Linked DNA regions of Sus scrofa: region 1 is linked to region 2. Evidence: chromatin contacts called from public Hi-C data. All regions are on one chromosome and are shown on one strand. The core of a region is the stretch at or near the end of the contact, and the rest is flanking DNA. Distances in the headings are between cores, read along the strand shown. Region 1 holds the start of TESK1 (dual specificity testis-specific protein kinase 1). Region 2 holds the start of TLN1 (talin-1).

The links. Hi-C and Micro-C count contacts between places; a contact is called where the count stands out from the background.
Region 1: a contact with region 2 is called in a Hi-C map of liver, with 4 times the contacts expected there. The contact joins the promoter of TESK1 here to the promoter of TLN1 in region 2. A contact is called at or near these places in 2 of 5 promoter capture datasets (fetal liver and liver), 11 of 47 Hi-C or Micro-C datasets (blood, epiblast stem cells, heart right ventricle and 4 more) and 2 of 2 datasets of contacts at active chromatin or transcription factors (alveolar macrophages and skeletal muscle).

What each region holds. Positions count from the first base shown.
Region 1 is chr1:236,339,725-236,342,554 of Sscrofa11.1, reverse strand. TESK1 (dual specificity testis-specific protein kinase 1) reads right to left here and starts at 1,395. Exons shown (of 10, transcript XM_003121984.4): 1 at 871-1,395; 2 at 625-746; 3 at 459-507. The coding sequence starts at 1,095.
Region 2 is chr1:236,449,562-236,452,403 of Sscrofa11.1, reverse strand. It overlaps TLN1 (talin-1), which reads left to right and starts at 1,426. Exons shown (of 57, transcript XM_021065688.1): 1 at 1,426-1,849. CREB3 (cAMP responsive element binding protein 3) reads right to left here and starts at 1,136. Exons shown (of 9, transcript NM_001123220.1): 1 at 1,008-1,136; 2 at 755-902; 3 at 611-678; 4 at 405-494. The coding sequence starts at 1,136.

The DNA of each region.
Region 1 (2,830 bases), core at 146-2,645, 110 kb after region 2:
CCTAGGTCTCCCACTTTTAAGCCAGGGGACCCAGGAGGATCACAAAGTCAGGAGGGTGAGTCTGCTCTAGGGCTCCTCCATTCATATCCTGAGCCTGTCCTGTCCCATACACACGCACAACTATTTAAATTTAAACAAAATGGAACATTCAGTTCCTCAGTCACACTAGCCACATTCCCAGGGATCCTTAGCCACATGTGGCTAGTGGCTGTGGTTTTGGACAGCGCAGATATAGAACATTTTCATCTTTGCAGGAAGATCTATTGGACAGCACCGTTCTAGAGGATATAAAGGACGGGACCAGCTGAGGCCTTTTATTTGTGGTTTGCCTAAAGGGAAGTTCAGGAAAGCCTCCCCTGGGAGGACGTCCTGCTGCCCCTCATTATTCGTCTGTAGATGCACCAGGCCGCTGACTCGCCCCTTGGTGGTGGGGTCCCCCCTTGCTGGTTCATCCTCACCTCTGTAAGAGCATGCAGCTGTCCCTGGTGCACACAGACCCCCATGAACCTGGAAGAGGATGGGAAAGACAGCAAGGTAGTCTGGAAGAGTCCCGGCCCCTGGACAGTTCCCACTTTTCCCGCGGGATCTTTCCCCCTCCCCCAGCAAGCGGTTGGGGCCGCTCACCTTAGGATGTTGGGGTGCCGAAGTCGGTTCATCAGCTGCACCTCCCGTAGCGTGTTTCCCCGGTTACTGGGGAGTCTGTTCATTTTCAGCACCATGACTTGCCCTGACTGTCGGTGCCGAACCTGGGGGCAGCAGGGGCTGGCGAGTCCCGCGCAGGTCGGGCGAAACGCCAGGGTCTGGGCCCCCTTGTCCCAGCCTCGCGTCTAAGGCTCGGTCCCGCCCCTCTGCCCTCTCTGCTGGTCCTACCTTGTAGACCTCAGAGAAGAAGCCGGCCCCGATCTTCTCCGCGCAGTGGAAATCGTCCACGCGTGCCAAGCTGGACACCGCGCTGCGGAGAGCCCGGTAGGAGGAGGGGCGGCCCCGGCCCGGGCCTCCGCCCGCGCCCCCCGGCCCCGGGGGCCCCTCCCCCGGCGCCTCTCCGGGCCCGGGCCCGGGCCCAGGGCCCCGCAGTGGGGGCCGTTCCCCGGCCATGGCCGGGCCCCCCAGCCCGGGCCTGCCTCACATGGCAGGGTTCCCGGGGCCCGGGCAGGCCGCGCTCGCCATGGGTGCGGGCCCAGCCGGATCCGGGGCGCCGGAGCTCCCACTCCCTCTCCCGCCCTGGAGAATGGAAGATCTGCCGAAGCTCCTGGGCCCGCCCCCGCCGCGCCGGCTTGCTGCGCCCGGGTGGACGCCGCTCCGCTCGGCTCTGCGCAGGGCCTGGGCCTGGGCCTGGGCCGGGCGGTGGCGGTGGCGCTCCCGGGCGCCGGCGGGCAGGCGGGGGTACTCCCCGCAGGCGGAGGCGGGCGGGCGGGCGGGCGGCGGCTGCTCCACTTCGCCGCTGGGGCTCAGGCTCCGCGGCCTGCCGGGGGCGGGGCTGAGCCGGGCCTCTGCTTAACTCCTTCGAGCCCGCCTCGGGGCAGCGGCCACGCCCCCTCAGGTGCGCACCCCGCCACCAGTGGCCGGGACGCCCTAGGCTAGTGGGTCTGAGAAGTCGGGGTCAAAGAAGTTAAAGCCAAAGCTAAATAACGGAAGGGAATTAATGGCTCATTGTGCGTATGCGCAGCTCAAAGGTCTTTTAGCTGCCGTGAGAGCCCTTTCTCCCCTCCCTCCCTCGGGTCTCTGTCTTTTGAGGGCCAGGCTCTGGAAGCCGCCGGACTCCTGGACTCCATGGACAGGCAGGGTAGAAAAGTAGACCCCTCTGGTCCCGCCACAATCGGGGCAGCAACCTACCCACCTGCCCAGCCTCCGCCCTGGCCGAGCCTGCCCATTTCCCAGCTCTCGACCCTTACACTTTAAACCTCCGACTCCCTGACACTTTGTACCTTCCCCGGAGGTTGTGACGCCCCAGAGCTGTAGTGAGCCCTTGGCCAGCCCATTCCAGGTGTGGCCCCAAGTCCTGCTCACTCCATCCCGCCTCTCGCGAAAAAAGTTTAGATTCAGGGGCTTCTGCGCACTGACCACACAGCCTGGAGCCTCCTCTTACTATTTCGTCCACATGCCCTTCTTTCTCAAAAGAGAAGTCTCCACCTGTAGGGAAATATCCCACCCCTTGGCAAAACCCCGCCCCTCAAGGAGCCCTCCCCCTCAGAGAACCAACTCTTTCCTCAGTGAGAGTCTCTCCTTCAGAGGAACATCTCCGCAATGTGACCATGCCGCCAACAGTGTGTGCCAGAATCCCTCAGTGCGACACCCCTCCTCTGTCCGTCTCGCCCTTCCAGGGCGAACCCCACCTCTCAGAGCGATTCCACCCGTCATTGTGACCCCTCCTCTCAACGTGACTCCTCCCCTCGGTGTGGCCCAGCCCTCATCAGTGTGACTCTCCTAGGCAGGTACCGCCCCGCATTACGTAGGAATCCGATCTGCCCCCTCAGGCGAGAGGAGGATCTGCAGCCGGCCTCTAAAGCGGCGCGGCACCCTGAGTGCGCACGCACCGTCTCAGGACCCTGTGCGCATGCCATACCCAGCGTTTTTGGTTCTCCGCTGGCTCCTCCCCGTCCCGGTCATCGGCGGAATAGCCAATCATCGACGGGGGTGGGTGACGTCGCTCGATCCTGGAGTCCTGTCTAGGACGAGAGGTTGGGGACGTCAGTGAGCCTTTTGCCCCCTAGCGGCGGAGTGGAGGGCGGCGTGGTGGAGGCTGCGGGCCTCAGGAGTGAGAAAGGATGCCAACGAACTTGAGGCAACGTGGCTGAGTTCTCTTCAAGAATTCTAAAAGTACTATATTTCT
Region 2 (2,842 bases), core at 177-2,676:
TTGTTAATGCCTAAAGGTCAGAATAAAAGCTTAACCAGCTACCAGCTATGTGACTTTTAAAATAATAAAAGAACTATGTCCTGCACCTACAACCCCCTCCTCACTTGATGTAATCCTAAAGAGCACAATAAAAGCAGTGTGGTTTCTTGAGGCACTGCTCTTGGTCCCTGAGACCTTGAGTCCCCCAGTTCCCACCCGCAATTAAGATAAATGTCTCTGTGTCTTGTTTTATGCTAACTTTTTCTCAAGTTTTACAGCACCCGTTCCTCAGCCCTTACCTGCGAAGCTGGACTCAGCATCTCGCCTCAGTCCTTTCTCAAGTTACTGATATAAAATTAACAGAGTCAGCCTACTAGGGACTTAACCCCTGCATCCAGTCTTTGCTCCTCGAATGGGAGTCTTACCTTAGTGAGAGGAAGTGTCCCGGGCAGAGTAAGCCCCTCCTTCTCCAAAAGCCTCTTCTCCTCCTCCGTCAGTATCAGCTCACCAATCTCCTGGGGTTCCAAGAGGTGGGCAGCACAGGTGCAAGAGGGTGTCAGAGAGAAATTCGGACTCCTGCCCCAACCCGGTCAATGTGGGAATAATCGTCCTGTAAACCAAGTCAAGTTACCTGCTCTGCGGGCGCCTCCACACGCAGGGAAGTCATTTGGGCCCCTTCCTTCTCATAATCCTCATTATCTGCAAGAGGGAAAGTATAAACAGCCAGGTCCATAGTCCCCTCCCCTCCCCCAAACTTCACCTCTATCAGACTCACCTAGATCTATGGAGACATACTCCTGTGACAGGGAATAGGTGTGATCATGGTGGACAAGATAGGGGTCAGAGTGGCTAAAATCGGTCAACGATGCTGGGGGACTCGACAGGCAGCTCAGGAAATCCTCTACGTCCCAATCGCTCAATGCCTGCCCAGGGTTCAGATTAACAGACTTTGACTGATCACCACCCCCTGCCTCAGAGACACCCCTCCATCCCGCCCGGGGCCTCCCGGACTCAGAGCCCCCCCCCACCTCGGAAAGTGGTAGCTCCCAATCCAGGGGCGCCTCCAAGGCTTCGTCCCGCGCCGCCCCCAGACCTCCGCTTTCCTCTAACAGGAAGCCCAGCAAGTCATCGTCACCCGAGTCCAACCCCAGCTCCATATGAGACATCTACGGAAAGGATGAGCAGAAACACAGAAGTACACCCGGAGTCAACTCCCAACCCCACGCACGACTCCCACCGATCGTCAGTGGGCCACACCTATGGGCTCCGCAAGCGGGGTTTTCCTCCTGGATGCCGGAGGTGGCTCACAAACCCGACCCGCCTCCCAGCCTGAGTCTTAGCCACTTCCAACACCACACAAGTGACGCACCGAGCCCTGAGGCATCCCGGGACTTGGAGTTCCCCGGACGCGGAAGTGGCCTTGGTGCACGCCACGTCCCGGGCACTATGCAAATAGAGGGGACGTCCTTGCCAGCCCCTCACTCCCCGAGGGCGGGCATTCCGGCGAGCCGCCTCCGCCTCCGCCTCCGCCTTCGCCCCGGGCTAGGAAAAGGAAGGACTACCGCGCAACCGGGACCTCGGGCCCAGCTCGGGCGTCTTCTTGGGATTGCGCCGCACCCTCGCTTCCTGCCGGGGAGGGGCTGCGGGTCTTCGGCCGGCTCCTGAGCATCGAGATCTGGGGCCAGAGCAGCTTCCTGCGGTCCCCGCAACCATAGAGCGCGGGCCCAGGGCGCCGCCCGCGGGCGGGGGACGTTCCCGGACGGAAGTGGCCGAGAGTGTCGAAGGGAGGGCGAGGCCGGAGCCCGAGAGCCACCGGGAGAACGAGCGGGTTAGCGGGCCGGCGGGCGGGGCGCAGAGCCGGGCAGCGCAGGTAGGCCGGTCTGCCGCGAGCGGGGCCTCAGGGTGGGGCCGCAAGGCCGGGCCCGGGAGGCGGGCGGGGCCCCTGACTTGACTGCGTCTCCTGTTTCGGGTCCTGTTGGAGAGGTCAGCGTCCAGTGTCTCTCGGCTTGGGCTGGGAGTTCAAGAGGCCTTTTTGCGGGAGGCTTTTCTGCTCCCTTGCTGGGAGCAGCCCCCTGTCTGGGATAGGTTTGGGGGAGGGTGAAGAGTGGGTGGCAGTGCGACGCAGGGCGGGGATCGGCTTTGAGGTTGGCTGATGGCGGGTATGTGGGTAGGAGCGCCCTGGGTGGGTTGGGGATTAGGTGGTATTGGGTTTAGGAGCCAAGGTTAGCTTTAGGGGTTTAAATTTCGAGTTATGAGCGTGAGTCAGGTCCGTTTTGGGTAGGTAAAGTTTGGATTAAGGACATTATTTTGTGTTCTAGGATGGTCAGCCTAAGCCAGAGTTAGAGTCCAGGGTCGGGTTAAGGGTCAGCAGCAGGAACGGCGCTCGAGATCCAGTTTTAGGCATTAGAGACCGTTGGCATAGCCAGTGTTAGGGGTAAAACGGGGAAGGAGTGACTCAGGAATCAAGTGACACATGATCTTTAGGTTCAGGGGTCAAGCTCTAGGGGTAAGGTTGGGATTTGGTGCTAAAGGTAAAATTTAGATCAAAATTAGGGATCAGGGATTGGATTCAAGTGTCTGCTGGGAAAGAGCTGAATGTTAAAGCCAGTATTGGGCATCAGGAGACAAATTGGGATCGGGGTTAATGTTGGGAACTAAGGACAGTTTTAGGGGTTATAGGCTGAGGTCAGGGTAGGTGACCTCAGGCAGGTAAAATTTAAGAGATTGGCAGGTGCTCTTTTTTTTTTTTTTTTTTTTTTTTGCAGGGAGGGCTCTTGTTTCTCTGTCGCCGTGGGGGCTTCTTTGGCGCAGAGAAATGATAAACTGATTACAGGGTAGGGTTCTGAGCTTCAGCTAGAATTGC